4 separate regions of the Mus musculus genome follow, and all the other regions are linked to region 3. A link is a contact called in public Hi-C, HiChIP or PLAC-seq and Micro-C data. All regions are on one chromosome and are shown on one strand. Each heading gives the region's core, a stretch centred on a gene start, on an enhancer-like site or on the middle of the called end of the contact. The rest is flanking DNA. Distances are from core to core; before and after follow the strand shown. Region 1 has its middle 150 kb from the start of Gm35517. Region 2 has its middle 28 kb from the start of 4933402J15Rik. Region 3 holds the start of Htr2a (5-hydroxytryptamine (serotonin) receptor 2A). Region 4 holds the start of Rubcnl (RUN and cysteine rich domain containing beclin 1 interacting protein like).

Region 1 (3,967 bases), core at 964-3,463, 470 kb before region 3:
TCACTCTATGATCAAGTAGCTTCATAAGGAAATTAATTTCACAGGTCTGTGGAGGATATAAAATTAGACATAGAGAATCAGGAGGTGTTTGCATCAGCTAAGTTGTGAAATAATAATAATAAAATTCACTAGCTGAGAATGAAGTGGAGGTTTGAATGAGAACTATCCCCTATTCTTGGGCATTGGAATACTTGGTCCTCAGTTGATGGCGCTGTTTTGGGGAGGTTTAGATGGTAGATCCTTGCTGGGGAAAGTACAACATTGAGGATGAGCTTTGAGATTTAACGACTCATATTCCTTCTAGTTTGACATCTCATGGCTCACGGCTGAGACGTGAACCTTAAGTTTCCTACTCTTGTCAGCATGTACTCTGCTTGTTACCGTGATTTCTTGCCATGATTTACCATGATCTACCTCTCTGGAATCATAAGCATGAATAAACTGTTCATGCTCTACATTATCTTTTGTCATTTTATGACAGCAACAGAAGGCGGCACAGGGAGCACGTAAGGGACCAGACAGATAACTATATGGAAATGACCATATTTAAGGAACAAGGATCCATTATCATGTGTATATGTTAAGACGAGGCTTTACATCATCTTCTGGGTGATTTTCTTATTGCTATGGTGGTGACTTGTTCAGCCACAGAAATTTAGTATCTCATAGTTCTGAAGGTTAAACGTCTGAAGTGAGTTGTACATCTCCGTACATCACTGAGCTGACATCTGGAGGTTTGAGAGCAGAACCTGGTCTCCTGCCATTCCAGCCTGGCTCATGGCCCCATACCACTTCATCCTTTGCTTCAGCTGTGTCAAGTCATCTGACTTTGGCCCCCTGCTTCTTGCAAGTGAGAACTCTGGTAATGGCATTGAGTCAACGTGGATAATTTCTGTATCTCAAAATTTCCCTTGATAGCATCTTTAAAGTCTTTTCCCATATAAGACTGGGATGTGGAAATTCAGACTGTGCTTCCCAATCTCTTAATACAGTTTCCCTTTTTGTCGTGACCGCCCAGTTATAAAATTATTTTTGTTGCTATATCATAACAGTAATTTTGCTACCATGATGAATCAATTATAATGTAAAGATCTGATATGTAGATAGTCTTAGGCAACCCCCGTGAAAAGATCATTCGACCCCAAAGTGGTCATGACCCACGGATTGAGAACCACTCTTTTAGAAGGTTGTTATTTTGGCTACCCTAGTGTGGATCACCCCAGTTTCTGTCACAGTGCCCATATCTGTCACAAAGTAAGAGGTGGGAATAGTCTGTGTAATACCTGACATGATAATGACACAAACGCGTGACTAATAAAATATTCCAATAATCTGAGAAAAGATGAATGGCAAAGCAATATATAGTAGAAACAGGTATGTAGAAAAAGTTTACTTGGTGCATATCCAAGTACAAAGTATACAGGTTAGCTGAGGAGTCTCTGAGTTGTTGATAGAAATGGGGGCCAAGAATTTTGATTTACTTTAATTCTTTGGCTTGGAACTTTGGGTATACAAAGTATACATCTCAAATGTCACAAAGCTAAGCATTCCTGAAGAGTGTCACTGTTTTTTTGTTTTGTTTTGTTTTTTGTTTTTTGTTTTTTGTTTTTTTTTTCAGAGAAACTCAGAAGTCAGTATGAAGGGCAGAGAACAATTTTGTGGATTACAGGGATTTATCTCAGGTTTTCAGGCATGACAGCAAGCGCTTTTACCCTATGAGAGCTCTTTTGGCCTTTAAAATGTACTTTTACTTATGGGCATTACCCATGAGCACAGTTGGCCCATTAGACATCTAAATAAGTTTTAAATAACTGTGTCTTCTGGATCCTATTAGAAGTTGCTGGTATACAAGGAAAGATGGGTTCCTACAGCCAAAGTAGAAAAAAGCAAAAACAAAAACTATTTCTGAGGCCATATGGTGCAAGCAGAAAGGAACCTGGCATGGCTGTCCTCTGAGAGGCTCTACCTGCAACTGACTGAGCCAAATGCAGATACTTACAGGCAGTCACTGGCTTGAGATTGGGGACCAATGTGGAAGAGTTAGAAGAAGGACTAAAGGAGCTGAAGGAGATTGCAACCCCATAGGAAGAACAACAGTGTCAACTAATCTGGACCCCCCAGAGATCTCAGAGCTCCAGCTGCATATGTAGCAGGAGGATGGCCTTATGTGGTCTTGTGGAGGTTCAATGACCCAGCATAGCGGAATGCTAGGGTGGTGAGGCAGGAGTGGGAGAATGAGTGGGGAAAAACCCTCATAGAGGCAGCAGGGAGAGGGAATAGGATAAGGGGTGGTGGAGGAGAAACTGGGAAGGGGGCCAACATTTGAAATGTAAATAAAATAACAAAAAAAAATATAGGAAGGAAGGAAGGGAAGAAGGGAGGGACTGAAGGAGGGAGGGAGAGAGGGAGGGAGGGAGGGATGGACCTTCATTCACCAATCACTTCCTTAAAATCCCCAATGCATATAACTCACAGAAGTTCCTCAGGAATTCAGTCATTCACCTTTTGAAGCAGACTTAAAATGTTGAGATATCTTGTTGTTCAAGTAATATACTTTATGGCTACAGTTCCCTGGCCTGACTCTGGGAATGTTGACTCATGACAGATGACACATTCTGATTACAACATACATTCTTACAGGTCACATCTCTCCTATGGTCTCTTCCAAACTGAACCACAGCCTACAAAAACATTCAAGCCAAACTTTTCTGGGAACCCTGATGAAACCATTAATCAGCTAATGGATTTTTCAGATAATTGAATTGAATTTCCGCTTCTCCAATTCAGTTATGAAAAAAGCAGATGCTTCACATTTTTATTACAGGACCCCAGGGCTCACCTCAAAATCAAATAAACAACCTGCAAACATGACTTTTGCTCAAATTTATTTATTTTTTTGACCATTCAATTCTTTGATTTACTCAGAGATATATGAGCATCTGAATTAGACCCCAGTTTACTTTGCAAGCAGAGAGGGAGGAAAGGAAATAAGAAAGGGAAAAGAAGAGGCAGGGGTAGAGGCAGACTAGGAAGGCATCTTAACACCCAGCGATGCTCTTATTGAACTTGTGTACACTCAGAACAGCAGGTAGAGCACATTTAGCATCAAGGAGTTGATCAACCACAACCAAAACCAAAAATTCCATAAACCTGTTTTAACCTCTTGCTTCCTAGCTTCTGTAAAACAAACAATAATGCACAAACTATTTTTTTTTTCAAATACCATTTCACAAAAGGCTAGATTTACCTTTGGTGCCACTTACAGGAAAAATATAACATCAGACTTGTAGAAGCAGAGAGAAGGAGCTGGTTGCCAAGGACTACAGGGCAGAAGGAAATGGAAGCAGTCCAGAAGTCCTGGGTGCAGTTTCAACTATATAAGAGGATTGACTTTAGAGGCCTACAGAGTTACAATGTTGCTATAGAGACAGACTTTTGTTATGTTCTTTATACTTTAAAAGAGCAATGAGTGAAGATGGTAAGAAAAATACTAGAATGGAATGTATATAATTATGGCATGTTAAAATGCTTTCATAGGTATGTATGTCCAAACTTATCAAGTTATACAGTCTAAATATTTATAGCTTTTTATCCATCTATCTTCATAAACTTTTAAAAATAAGAATTGCTTAATTGCTTTATTTAAACACTAATGGGATGTTTTAGCAAAACAGAGAACTGTCTCTTACAAGAGGTGAAGCAAATAGCTGGTTTTTTTTGTTGTTGTTGTTTTTTGTTTTGTTTTTTTTGTTTTGTTTTGTTTTGTTTAGAAACTTGGATGGGGGGAGGGATAAGAAAGTAAGCTGGATCATTCAAGTATCCTGAGAGACCTCTCTAGGGCAGGCAGGACATGGGAGCTGTCAGAGAATAGTTTCTATATAGGAAGTATGCTGGCAACATCAGGGATCAGATAGCTTTTGGCTGCCTCCACCCCCATTTTCTTTATTTCTTATTATTTCCTCTGATT
Region 2 (3,665 bases), core at 661-3,160, 310 kb before region 3:
TTTTTTTTTACTTCCACAGAGCACTGTGTCTAAAACAGTTCCACTAGTGACGTTAGTGTGGCCCTGAAACCAGATTATGGGTTTACTCTTAGAATGGTGCCCCTTAAATCCCTGCTGACTCCTGTGGACAGTGAGAGCCCTGATGGGAAAGGCAATCAAAGCTTCTGTAAGCTGTGCCTTCATTACATTTGCTGTGGTCTCCTTACTAGGCCCAATGGTCTAAAAGGGAACTCTCTCTGCTCCCTCAGAGTCTATAGCCTTTAAGATTCTATACATACTGCCTTCGCCCATTATTTGGCTTCATGTTAAAGAACATCAGAAAGATTTCCATTAGACCAGTACTAGAACATCAACAGCATTAAGGATGTTTTATATTGGTGCTTGGGAGAAAGAAGTAGAAGAATATTCATTCCAAGCCAGCTCAGACTGCATAGTACTACATGTCACAAATGAAATGCCATATTCTGTAGCTTTAAATTAGAAGGCAGAAGGCTCACTACATCTAACTTTATTACAAACCAGTGAGCTTAGAAAATAAAGTTGATAAATAAGCATTGTATATCTTTCACCCTGTGGTGACTAACGCTGATGATCTCCTCAGAAAGCAAGCAGTGAGAAGTTACCACACGCTGCAATGAATATTTTATGGCCATAATTCTCTTTAATTCCTGAAGAAATATTACTGCCGCCACTTTCTAGCTAAGCTGAAACTACAATTGGTTAACTGGCGTACACTAGGTTAGTTCCAGAGCCCCAGTTCCTAGACATGTATTGTTCTGGATTCCCCAAGAAGACTAGATTTTTCTCTGGATCACTTTCTGCTTAGTCACTGACAACCTAATCATCAGTCCTGGGTCCTAAGTCAACATCACTGCTCTTGTCCATCTTCCATATGCTCCACTGTCGGCGCCAAGCACAGTCTCACTATTGCTGCTTCGAAAAACTTACAAACTTCCTAAATGATCATCCCCTTGCCTACAACACGTTGTAAGCACACCCTACAGACTCATTCTCCTACAGTCCCTAAAATAGCACCACTCTGTTCAAAACTCTCATTTGAAAACCACAGAATTTCAACACTGAAAACCTAAGGCTAGAAGCATTATACCATTTACAAACAAGCAATCTGTTTTTCATGATTGTTAGTGAAACCTTTCTTTTTCTTTCTTGTCCTTTTTTTTTTTCTTTTCAAACTAGCTGTGACAGTAAATGTCCATTATTGGCCCCTAATGGTCCCTGCTAACCAATGGGAAGAACACAGTGATCACTGCCCACCTTGCAAAGTGGTGAACACATACTGTAAATGCTTTGATGCTCTTCAGCACTGAGTTTAAATATTTACTAGCATTTAGAATGAGCATATCTACTTTGTCATCCAAAAGAGAGAACTAGTTGATTAAAAATGTTGAATAACTCAAATGTTGATTCTCAACTGATTCTTTTACTATCCAAATATAGTCCTAGAGAATAGGTTAAAACATATCTCAGAATACTTGTAATACTCTGTTACAAGTACTGATCTAAAATTCTTTTTTTTTAAAAATTAAAACATTTAGAGAAAAGATATTTTTAAATGGAAACTGTGATATTATGTAAATCTCATGCTTTTATTCAGGCAGACCACTGGTCTCTATTGCTTGGTGTTGGTTACTTTGAACCCTTTCTTTTAAAGAGAAAATTTCTATATCGTCATGTTTTCATAAAACTTTAGTGATTTACAACATGTTTTGCTAATACAAATACCTCTCCACATACACTGAAGTTGTATCTTGACAAATCCATTGAAAGTCTAAAACATCTGGAGACAACAATGTGCATAATCTGACTAATCAACTAAATATCTGAGCATAGCAACTCAGCTTCCTGTGGAGACTGTGCTGTTACACCTCTGATCATGGCTGAGCAAATGCTGTAGCTCACTATGGCTGCCCAGGATCATGAAACACCACCAAAGCATGTGCCACGAAAGCCCAGGAGAGATCCAATCTCAAAGCCCAGCTTTTTCTGCATATGCATCACCTTACATCAGAGTGCTGAAATCATCAGCTAACAGCTACTAAAAGTCAGAAACCAGCTCTGTACTTTTGATAAGAGGCAAGTTTAACACTAAGTCATTGTCTCTGAATTCCAATAACTTGTCAAGACTGAATCACATCCTTGCCCTAAATCAAACAGGGCTGGCTTAAAAACTTGTAGGTTCAAAATCATGGGCCTCATAAAATATAAAACTACCACAGTCTAAAGGTGAATAGTAGAACTATGAAATGAAACTGCCTTTTGTGATCTTAACATAAAGGAGATTGGAGTTTCTAAACACTAAGATTACTAAGAAATGAAGAGGAAAAACAGAGATCACATTGTACTAACTATACTAAAACGTCCCCTTGGTCACAAAGACTATGTGATTCTGTTAAGAAAAATACTATGGAATAAAAATGCATTGAACTTTTCTTCTCTGAGATAGCCAGTCAGAACACTTGAAATGGCTATGAGCAAAGCATTGACCAAGAAGTAGCTGGAGTGAAAAGCTCACAGCTGAATCTGTGACCTAAAAGTAGCATTCTCTTTACACCCAGTTTACTCACAATCCTGGTGAAATGTCTGCCGGCTGATGACACTAAGTTCCTAGGACACTTTCTGCCTGGGTTTTTCTTAGTTGACCCACTTTTAACTGCCAACAAGAGAAATGTAAGCCATACCCCTTTCTTCCTTACTCCTGACTCCTCATCTTCAGTTGTAGCAGAGCAGAACACAGCTGCCTTCTCTGTTAGCAATATGTGGGAGTCAGGCATTTGTGCTGCTATGAAACAATCAAAATAAAGAGAAGGAAGATTCTGGTCCATGGTTTCAGTTCATGGTCAGCTTGCTCCATTGTCATGAGCCTGTGGTGAGGCAGAACATCACAATGGTGAGAGTAGAGCAAAATTATTCACATCAAAGTAGCTGAGAAGCAGAGGAGAGAGGCAGAGAGGAATGAACAGAAGGCAAGACACATCTCTCAAAGGCATCCCTCTGGTGACAAACTCCCTCCAAGCAGGTCCACCTCCTCCTAGCCTCCCATTACCTCCCAGTAACATCATAAAATTATAAATCTATTACTGGATTAACCCACACATAAATCAGAGTCACCAGGATCCAATCACTCTCCCAAAGCCTACTGGCTGGCAACCAAGCTAGCTAGCTCCCTTGTGTATAGATGAGTATAGAGGCATTTCACAGGCAAGCCATAGCAGAGGGTCAGCTGCTCTTCTTTATCTGTAAAATGGAGAGAATCATTACCCGAAGGGATGTGGTGAGGTTTGAATTATATACATCAGATGTGAGAGAGTCTTATGAAATGCTACTGAGATTAGTAAGAAAATCCCTTCAAGGGCGAGGGCCTCCTTCAAGAGTTACAGGCTCATCGTCCTGATGAATGCTTGCAGCCTGGCATAAGCCTCTGCAGATTTACAAAACTTCAGGGTACCAATGAATACATTTACAAAAGTGGAATTCTGGCACTTGTTCAATCCATATTTATTAAAGGTGTCTTCTTTGCCAGCACTAAAAACACAACATAAATAATATAGGACCCATCCTCAATGAAGCTGGAAGGCCGCCTTTCCCATTTCTTAAAGGATGGCCACAGGACAGCCCACAGCTAGAGGATAAATTCTTGGCAACAG
Region 3 (3,739 bases), core at 506-3,005:
TGGAAATTCACAAGGAGGATACAGAAAGACAGGCAGTGAGAGCAGTCCACACTCCAGTCTCGAGGAACTTCAAGCACGCAAAATATGAGAAATGTCAGAATTATGAAGATTCAGGCTGTTGCCAGGCTGCCCCTGAAAAAGCTGTGAGAGTATAGGCCTGAAAAATGGGGGCCCCAGAGAATGAGCAGACTGAGAAAAGGGTTGTGTATCCCTCAAAGAAGAGATAAGGAATATAGGCAAGAGGGTAGTGATGTGTTTTTCCTTCAATCAGTAATAATTTTAATAGGAATAAAATGGCTAGTGTAAAATGTAGAGCATCCTATAAGCCAGGCATAGGCTAAACATTTGTGCATGTTGTCTGATACCTCACTGTAACCCAGGGATGGAGCTAAATACCACCCTGGGAGGAGAGAGCACTGGGCTCTAAAGGCAACTGAGTTAGGTTGTATGAGTTAAAAAGCTGGATTCTGAACCAAAGGACTATGACTCCCACACCTACTCTGTATACACGTGCGCACTAGCGCGCGCGCACACGCACTCGCACACGCGCACGCACACGCACGCGCGCACACACACACACACACACACACACACACACACACACACACACACACACACACACACACGGCATGCACTGCACTCACAAGACCAGCAGCCCAGTCCCAGGTAGGCAATCTGGGAAATTATGTGCCTGCCCAGGAAGAGCAGAAGGGCTCCCCACTGTGGGCTGAGCAGAGGAGAGCTGAGAACTTTGCGTGCGGGGCAGGGAATGCTGGGAACCTCTGGGCATAGGCAGGAAGAAGGGATGAAGGGCTGGGTGGACCGTATGATGATTTCATGAGCCAGGAGGACATGTGGCAATAAACCTCAAAGAGAGGGTCAGGATGGAAGGTCTCCTGGGTCATAGACAAACGGATCTAGAAGGCAACTGGACATTTAGCTCACTGCCATGAGGAGAATTGACAACACATCGAAGGCACAGGAGTGGCTGAACTGAGAATGTAAAAGACAGAGAGAAGAATGAGATGGACAGAACCCCCCAAAAGCCCCTGGTGTCCAGGATTATTATAAGAAAGTAATCCATTTTCTTATCTGTCATGAGTGCATCTATCTTCCTTTAAGGACCACTTGGGAGAGAGCTTCTTTTGCATGTGAGTCGCTTTATCATTAGGGTCACTTCTGGGGGAAAAAAACATAGAACAAAATAGAACAAAACCCTTCATTTTCTAACATGAAGTTTTTCATTATTTCTTGGCGACAGGTTTGAGATGAAGAAAAGTAAGCTAGTTACAGGATGCATACACATAGCAATAGTGTGTGTGCTTAAATGCATTTAAGTAACTAAAAATTGTTCTGATAGTTTATCAGTTATTGCCACAGACTTCCTGATTCCTCTGAACTCATGTCGCCACGGTCAGCCATCCCTCCTGGACACATCATCACTGGCTTGGATAGAAGTGCTGGATGCTCCCAGATCCCAGGACATGCCGTTTTCTAGCCTTATTTATCTTCTCATTCTTCACCCCTCAGCCTAAAAATATGACTGCCATGTACCCCTCCTGCCTGCTGTCCCCTAAGCTGTCTCCTTGTTCTCTCTTTTTTTAAGGAAAGGTTCCTAATTAACCTGTAGCAGAAAGAATGGGGGCGCGCGGGGGAGGGGGTTGTTTGGTCCGCCCTTCCTGGCTGTTGCCACCTTGCAGGTTATGACACAGTGACAGAGGGAGGTCTGAGGAAGGAGGCAACCAGGAGGGGCTTATTCTTTTGGAGCTCCGGGAGCCTCTTGATACAGACAGCGTTTCCTACTTTCCCTGCGGCTCTTTTGTGTGACTTTGAGAGGGGCTCCCTAGTGACTGATTCCTCTCTGTGCGCTCGCCTCAGCAAGCAGCCAGGCTCTGGGAGGGAAGACCCAACCAAGCTCAGCAGTAGCAGAAGCAGCCAGCACAGACTTCAACCGTGCTGGAACCGGCATGCGGTTTTTGAAGTCAGCAGAAACAGAAATCAAATTACTATCATCTTATGCTGCTAGAAGCTCAAAGAGAGGGGATTCCACACTGGCCTAGTCACCATGCGACAGGCAAGTCACAGGATAGCGGACCCTGGCGACAATGAATGTAAGTTCCTCGGCTGCTGTCCTTTACTGCTGTGGGATTTTCTTTCTGCTTAAAGTCACGCTTGGCTAGAATGCCGTCATTGCCGCGAGAATTTCTGATGTGGAAAGTTCTCTGCTGCGCTTCGGGATGCGTTTTCCTTTCGTTAACTGAGCCAGAGATACAAGCTGAAATTCCTGACCATCGCTGCGGCGATTCTGCCTGAGACTAAAAAGGGTTAACCCTTATGATGGCATTAACATTGCGTGGATTTTTAATTGACTTCCTTAATTAATATAGAGGGCACACAGCCCTCCCTCCTCGTTTTGGATCTCATGCTGTTTTAACTTTGTGATGGCTGAACTCTTGAAAGCAGCATATCCAACCCGAGAATTGGCTGAAAGATTCTCACCGGATACAAAACTTTTCTTCCTTAACCAGGAACACGTTTGTGTCTCCAAATGCTCCACACTGCTTTTTTTGCCTTTGCTTCCGTGAGAACTTACAGCTCCGCCGTGGACTCTCCCTAGCACTGTGAAGCGAGGCATAATCAAGAGCCATCACACTTCTGTAACTCTTACTATGGAAGAGGAGAAAGCAGCCAGAGGAGCCACACAGGTCTCCGCTTCAGCATGCCCTAGCTCCAGGACGTAAAGATGAATGGTGAGCCCCGGCTATGACTCGCTAGTCTCTCCACACTTCATCTGCTACAACTTCCGGCTTAGACATGGAAATTCTCTGTGAAGACAATATCTCCCTGAGCTCAATTCCAAACTCCTTAATGCAATTAGGTGACGACTCGAGGCTCTACCCTAATGACTTCAACTCCAGGGATGCTAACACTTCCGAAGCCTCGAACTGGACAATTGATGCTGAAAACAGAACCAACCTCTCCTGCGAAGGGTACCTCCCACCGACATGCCTCTCCATTCTTCATCTCCAGGAAAAAAACTGGTCTGCTTTATTGACAACTGTCGTGATTATTCTCACCATTGCGGGAAACATACTGGTCATCATGGCAGTGTCCCTAGAGAAAAAGCTGCAGAATGCCACCAACTATTTCCTGATGTCACTTGCCATAGCTGATATGCTGCTGGGTTTCCTTGTCATGCCCGTGTCCATGTTAACCATCCTGTATGGTGAGTGGTGTTAGCATGTCAGCTGTCCTCACCATAGTCCCAAAGAGCTTGTGCATGCTGTTAGTGGAGGGACTGGGGCTCCAGGAGAGAAATAGACAGGAAACTTTGTTTTAGTCTTAAAATTTTATTTTTCTTGAGAGAAAAAAAAAAGTCAGACAGCCTAGTACCTGGTCATTGGTGAGTTGTGTGTCTTAGAATGGATACATCTTTGTAGAGAAATTATTACCTGTATTCCAATACTCTGTGAGCATAATTTAGCTGTCATTCTGTGCCCATGCGATTTTTTTCCTGCTTTTATTTGCCAGCCTCGGGACAGAACAGTTTTCTGTTTCTCACCGGGTTCTCAGCACTTCTAATGGAGTGGTAAAACCTTCCCAATTACCTTGGAACATTTGCAGAGAGAGCATTAGTGCTGGAGGAGTGGGTTTAATGTTAAAATATTCAGAGTCTCCATTAGAATAAATGAATTACTCTGGTTTTAATTGCCCCCTCCCCCCCCCCAAGCCCAGAGAA
Region 4 (4,157 bases), core at 124-2,623, 380 kb after region 3:
ATCTCAGATTCAAACTTTCAGATTTCTTTATTATTTACTATATATAAGGAAGCCCAGTTCATATACTGTAGCTGTCTTCAGACACACCAGAAGAGGACATCAGATCTCATTACAGATGGCTGTGAGCCACCATGTGGTTGTGGGATTCGAACTCAGGACCTCTGAAAGAGCAGTCAGTGCTTTTAACTGATGAGCCATCTCTCCAGGCCCCAGATTCAAACTTTAATGTGCTCAGCATGACATTCACTGTAAGATTCTTTCTCCATGTCCTGTGCTCTGATTTCTCTCCTTTTAGATATTCCTGAATCAAGTTTCTCACATAGTCCCCTTTTCATAATTTGTCGGCTTATTTGATGCTTCATAGAAATTGGATATAAGGGCTGTCGAGAAGGTCCTGAGTTCAAATCCCAACAACCACATGGTGGCTCACAACCATCCGTAATGAGATCTGACACCCTCTTATGGAGTATCTGAGGATAGCTACAGTGTACTTATATATAATAAATAAATAAATCTTAAAAAAAAAGAAAGAAATTGGATATAAGATCTCCTGCCAGATACACCTACCTTAACAAGTCTGACTGTGCTATCTAGCTATGGGACCTCAGATGAGTTATACAACACTGTAAGCCACATATCCCTTAGCTTTGAAACAGATGATTTGTTTCCATCAGGGGTGGCTTCAAGGATACTTAAACAGAAAAGGAAGCAAGCTCAGCAGCCGAGCAACAGCATTAGCACTAACTTGCACTGTTTGTCTATTAACTTGTCTTGAAATAGTCTTGCCATGTAGCTTTTGTTGGCATCAAAGTTTCAATCCTTCTGCTTCCACACCAGCTCCTCTTTCTGACCTTTTAATGTCAGGTTTTCCCAGAGGGTGGTCAGATAACTCAGGATCTTTCCAGGTCTAACCCAGTGTAACCCCCAAGTAAACCGGCCACACGGGAAGGGGAAGACAATGATGGACAGCTAGTATTCAGCTGACTTTGTCTTATTGTTTTCTAACTTACTCCGAAGAGGCAACAACTAGTTAAGTTTAAACCATCCAAACTAGGATGCCCCAGGGACTGAAGGTGTTTCAGAGATGTTAAACAAATAATCCAAAATATCATTGTATTTGCTCCACGACCTGGACAAGTCAATGAACAAAACCAAGGGACCGTCAAAAGCGATGGAAGTAGGTTTTGAGAACGGAGCCCTGTAGGCGAAGCAGGGATCCATTTCCCAATTTTAGCAGAGATGACTTGGGATGCTGGAGCTGTGTGCAGGATTAAGAGTCCCAGTTCTTTCCCCAAAGAGCACCGTGCGCCACCTAGAGGAGCTGAGGGCAGTTGCACGTTCGAAGTCGAGAGAACTTCGGTTTCTATTGGTGAAAACTTTCTGTATTCGTTGGCAGCTTCTCTCTGCACCATCAGAACCTCGGAGCTGTTGGCACACGGAGGAGGTGATCCGAACCTGTCGCTGCCACGGGGCAAGGTGGCTATTTGGTGGATAAAACGGCCAGGAGGCGTAGGTAAGTCGCGGTCCCCGCGAGGTTCTCTGACTTGAGCTCCTACACATCCGAGTTGGGAGGTGGGGGGAGCCGCAGCTTGGGAGTTGGGGGCGGGGAGCTCATTTGTGCCAAGTTTGTTTTTCGTGTTTATTACACCCAGGGTTGGCGGGTCGGTGGCGTCCGAGGGCAGAGTGTGTCCGTGAGGCGTGGGTCTAAAGGCGCCCACTCGGGAGCGCGTCCCCGTGTCTCCGCGTTCTCGCAGTCTCAGGCTTCGCTTTCCCCGAGCTTTTCAGATCACGAGTGTCGCGGGCGGAGGGAAGCAAAGATAACTGGCGTCCCCGCAGCGTCCTGGCTGCATCCCTGTCCTAGCTGCCTGTCCTCAAGGCAGTGACCCCTGAAGGTGTCCTGAAGCAGCGCTGGCGAGCCCTACTGGCCTGCCTGCAGGAAGCAAGGCACAGTGCAGATGAGAAGCCCTGGGCTAGGGAGAGATGACTTAGGGTGACCCATGTTCCTGGAGGCGCTCAGGACAGTGTCATGGTTGCTTGGGAGCTGTGGGAAGTTGTCTCTGGAGAGAAGAGGACTTTTGCGGTGTGACTTTACAAAACAAGGGCCAGGAGAGGTAGCCAGGCATCCTCATTGCGGCAGGACAGAGACGAACCCAGGCGGTCCCCTGGCTCTTCTCAGTTCCTCAAAGGCATGAACCTTGAGAACCCCATCCTCATATCCAACTGCCCTGGACTTGTCAAGGTAGCTGAAAAACGTTTCGCCAATGTAAGCAAGCACACTCCACCTGAAGTCCGTCTACCTGCTGACCTGGAATTGAAGCAATTCCCTGACCCGGTGAGGGATTTGCCCGTGGAAGAGAGAATGCTTGAAAAGGGATATTACTCTAAATGAGAACGAAGGCTCAGAAAACAAAATCAAACAAACCAAAACCAAGCAAACAAAACAATATACCTCCCCATGTATTCTGGAGGTGCCCCTATGGCAAGTTACACTGCCAAGTGCTAGATCTTCAGTTGAAGTTGTGGTTCGAGAGAGCAAAGGTTTGGGGCCCAGTTAGTAAACTTGGGATTTCTTAGACAAGTCCCAAGTCCAAATAGTCGTCAAGGCACCTCCATGACCCCAGTTCCCTTGGTGAGAGGGGAGAACACAGGTTCCGTTCCCCTGAGAGTTAGAAAGATTAATGAACTGAAGGGACAGAGGTATCCTGGGAAAGCCTTACGTGTGGCCTTTACAAGAAAGTGACCAGCACTGTGGCCACAGCTCCTGTCTGCAGTGGCCAGCAGATGCTCCATGCAAGCTTGGTCTTTTCATAATTCCGTGTGGCAAGGGTCAAAGCACGTCTGTTTCTTCATTCCCCCCACCCCCAGCTCTCAGTTCCTCTTTGCCGTGCCACCTGACCCTGCTCCTCAAAATCTTTTATTATTAGATAATAGGAACTGTGTTGCCTGCAGTGGTGGTGCACACCTTTAATCCCAGCACTTGGGAGGCAGAGGCAGGCGGATTTCTGAGTTCGAGGCCAGCCTGGTCTACAACGTGAGTTCCAGGACAGCCAGGGCTATGCAGAGAAACCCTGTATCAAAAAAAAAAAAAAAAAAAAAAAAAAAAAAAAAAAAAAACCGACAATAACAACAAAAAGGAACTGTGTCTTCTCATTCATTTCTTCAGAATCTGTATAGAGTTGAGGAAGGGGTACGAGGAACGTTGATGGAATTTGAGTTTTACAGAACGAAGGCTTAGACACGATGAGTTTCGTTCTGTAATCTTGCATGATTTTAAAATTAGATTTATTTTATTTTATGTATTCGTGTTTTGTCTGCATGTATGTCTGTGTACCATGTGTGTGTCTGGTGCCTAAGGAGATCACAAGAAGGCCTCAGATCCTCCAGCGATAGATGACTGTGCGCCACCAGGTGGGTGCCAGGACTTGAACTTGTGACCTCTGCAAGAACAACACATGCTCTTAACTACTGAACCATTTCTCCAGCCCCCTTGTTTGTTTGTTTTCACACAGGCAGGAGTCTGTAGGAGTGATAGGCAAGTATTCAAGTAGAAAGAACTTCTTTTGATGGTAGGAAGCTAAGTCAAAGGTTAAAGAGTGACAGCAGCCTACCGGCCCATGCCCGGGTTCATCTGAATGCACACACATAACGCAACAGATTAATTTGAATAGTTTCCCTTGTCACTAAAAATAGATTCATAAGTCTAATGTAGAGATTGGCATGGTTGACTGTGCGACTGTTGACATCTAAGCAGTTCTTCTTAAAGAACCATTTATTCTCTCTGGAATAAACCTGAGCCACATGGGTGCCTGTCAGTCCCATTACATTACAAATGATCTCTGGCTGGTTTGTACATTTTAGTTAAGAGGAACTGAAGGGAGACTTAGAGGATGAGGAATAGATCAAGGGCTCCCTAACATCCGTCTCCTGGTGATCCGGGACCCACTCTGCAACAATGATGGCAGTAATAGCAAAGTTAACTTTTAGAGAACGCCGTGTGCCGGACGGAGGCACACATGCAACAATGCAGTAAGTTCCCACAGCAGACTGGAAGTTAAAATGAAGCACAGAGAGATTCTGTGCCTTGGCCAAGGTCACAGAGCTCATAAGTATCTTATCACTATCATAAAATTCCCTGACTGGGAAATGTGTGCGTGCCT

What was found. HiChIP or PLAC-seq counts read pairs in DNA pulled down with a chosen protein or histone mark. A called contact is a pair of places that touch in the nucleus more often than the background predicts.
Region 1: a contact with region 3 is called in a CTCF HiChIP or PLAC-seq map of the NIH/3T3 cell line, with 5 read pairs. The contact joins the enhancer-like site here to the promoter of Htr2a in region 3. A contact is called at or near these places in 8 of 39 promoter capture datasets (the 3T3-L1 cell line, embryonic stem cells, hippocampal neurons and 3 more), 1 of 15 datasets of contacts at CTCF or cohesin (the NIH/3T3 cell line), 1 of 484 Hi-C or Micro-C datasets (cerebral cortex), 3 of 115 datasets of contacts at active chromatin or transcription factors (SST interneurons, astrocytes and bone marrow-derived macrophages) and 1 of 9 other capture datasets (adipose tissue).
Region 2: a Micro-C map of embryonic fibroblasts shows a contact between it and region 3, with 13 times the contacts expected there. The contact joins the enhancer-like site here to the promoter of Htr2a in region 3. A contact is called at or near these places in 7 of 39 promoter capture datasets (the 3T3-L1 cell line, 3T3-L1-derived adipocytes, the C10 cell line and 4 more), 1 of 15 datasets of contacts at CTCF or cohesin (the NIH/3T3 cell line), 3 of 484 Hi-C or Micro-C datasets (adipose-derived mesenchymal stem cells and embryonic fibroblasts), 4 of 115 datasets of contacts at active chromatin or transcription factors (the NIH/3T3 cell line, acute myeloid leukemia, embryonic fibroblasts and 1 more) and 2 of 9 other capture datasets (adipose tissue and macrophages).
Region 4: a Hi-C map of nephron progenitors shows a contact between it and region 3, with 2.5 times the contacts expected there. The contact joins the promoter of Rubcnl here to the promoter of Htr2a in region 3. A contact is called at or near these places in 8 of 39 promoter capture datasets (the 3T3-L1 cell line, the C10 cell line, the SN4741 cell line and 3 more), 1 of 15 datasets of contacts at CTCF or cohesin (embryonic stem cells), 3 of 484 Hi-C or Micro-C datasets (embryonic stem cells, extraembryonic endoderm stem cells and nephron progenitors), 1 of 115 datasets of contacts at active chromatin or transcription factors (large pre-B cells) and 2 of 9 other capture datasets (adipose tissue and liver).

The regions. Positions count from the first base shown.
Region 1 is chr14:74,167,043-74,171,009 of GRCm38.p6, forward strand. No RefSeq gene overlaps it. Among named protein-coding and RNA genes, the nearest start is that of Gm35517, 150 kb to the left of the region's middle. Within about 2 kb of position 2,214, at least 18 of the 459 cell types and tissues checked have an H3K27ac peak or open chromatin away from gene starts, as enhancers often do. A contact at or near this core is called in the NIH/3T3 cell line, where this site is marked.
Region 2 is chr14:74,325,546-74,329,210 of GRCm38.p6, forward strand. No RefSeq gene overlaps it. Among named protein-coding and RNA genes, the nearest start is that of 4933402J15Rik, 28 kb to the right of the region's middle. Within about 2 kb of position 1,911, at least 20 of the 459 cell types and tissues checked have an H3K27ac peak or open chromatin away from gene starts, as enhancers often do. A contact at or near this core is called in the NIH/3T3 cell line, adipose-derived mesenchymal stem cells and embryonic fibroblasts, where this site is marked.
Region 3 is chr14:74,639,119-74,642,857 of GRCm38.p6, forward strand. Htr2a (5-hydroxytryptamine (serotonin) receptor 2A) reads left to right here and starts at 1,756. Exons shown (of 3, transcript NM_172812.3): 1 at 1,756-3,226. The coding sequence starts at 2,815. It overlaps Gm41210 (a long non-coding RNA gene), which reads right to left and starts at 1,728. Exons shown (of 3, transcript XR_874820.3): 1 at 1-1,728.
Region 4 is chr14:75,014,654-75,018,810 of GRCm38.p6, forward strand. It overlaps Rubcnl (RUN and cysteine rich domain containing beclin 1 interacting protein like), which reads left to right and starts at 1,374. Exons shown (of 14, transcript NM_198642.2): 1 at 1,374-1,513.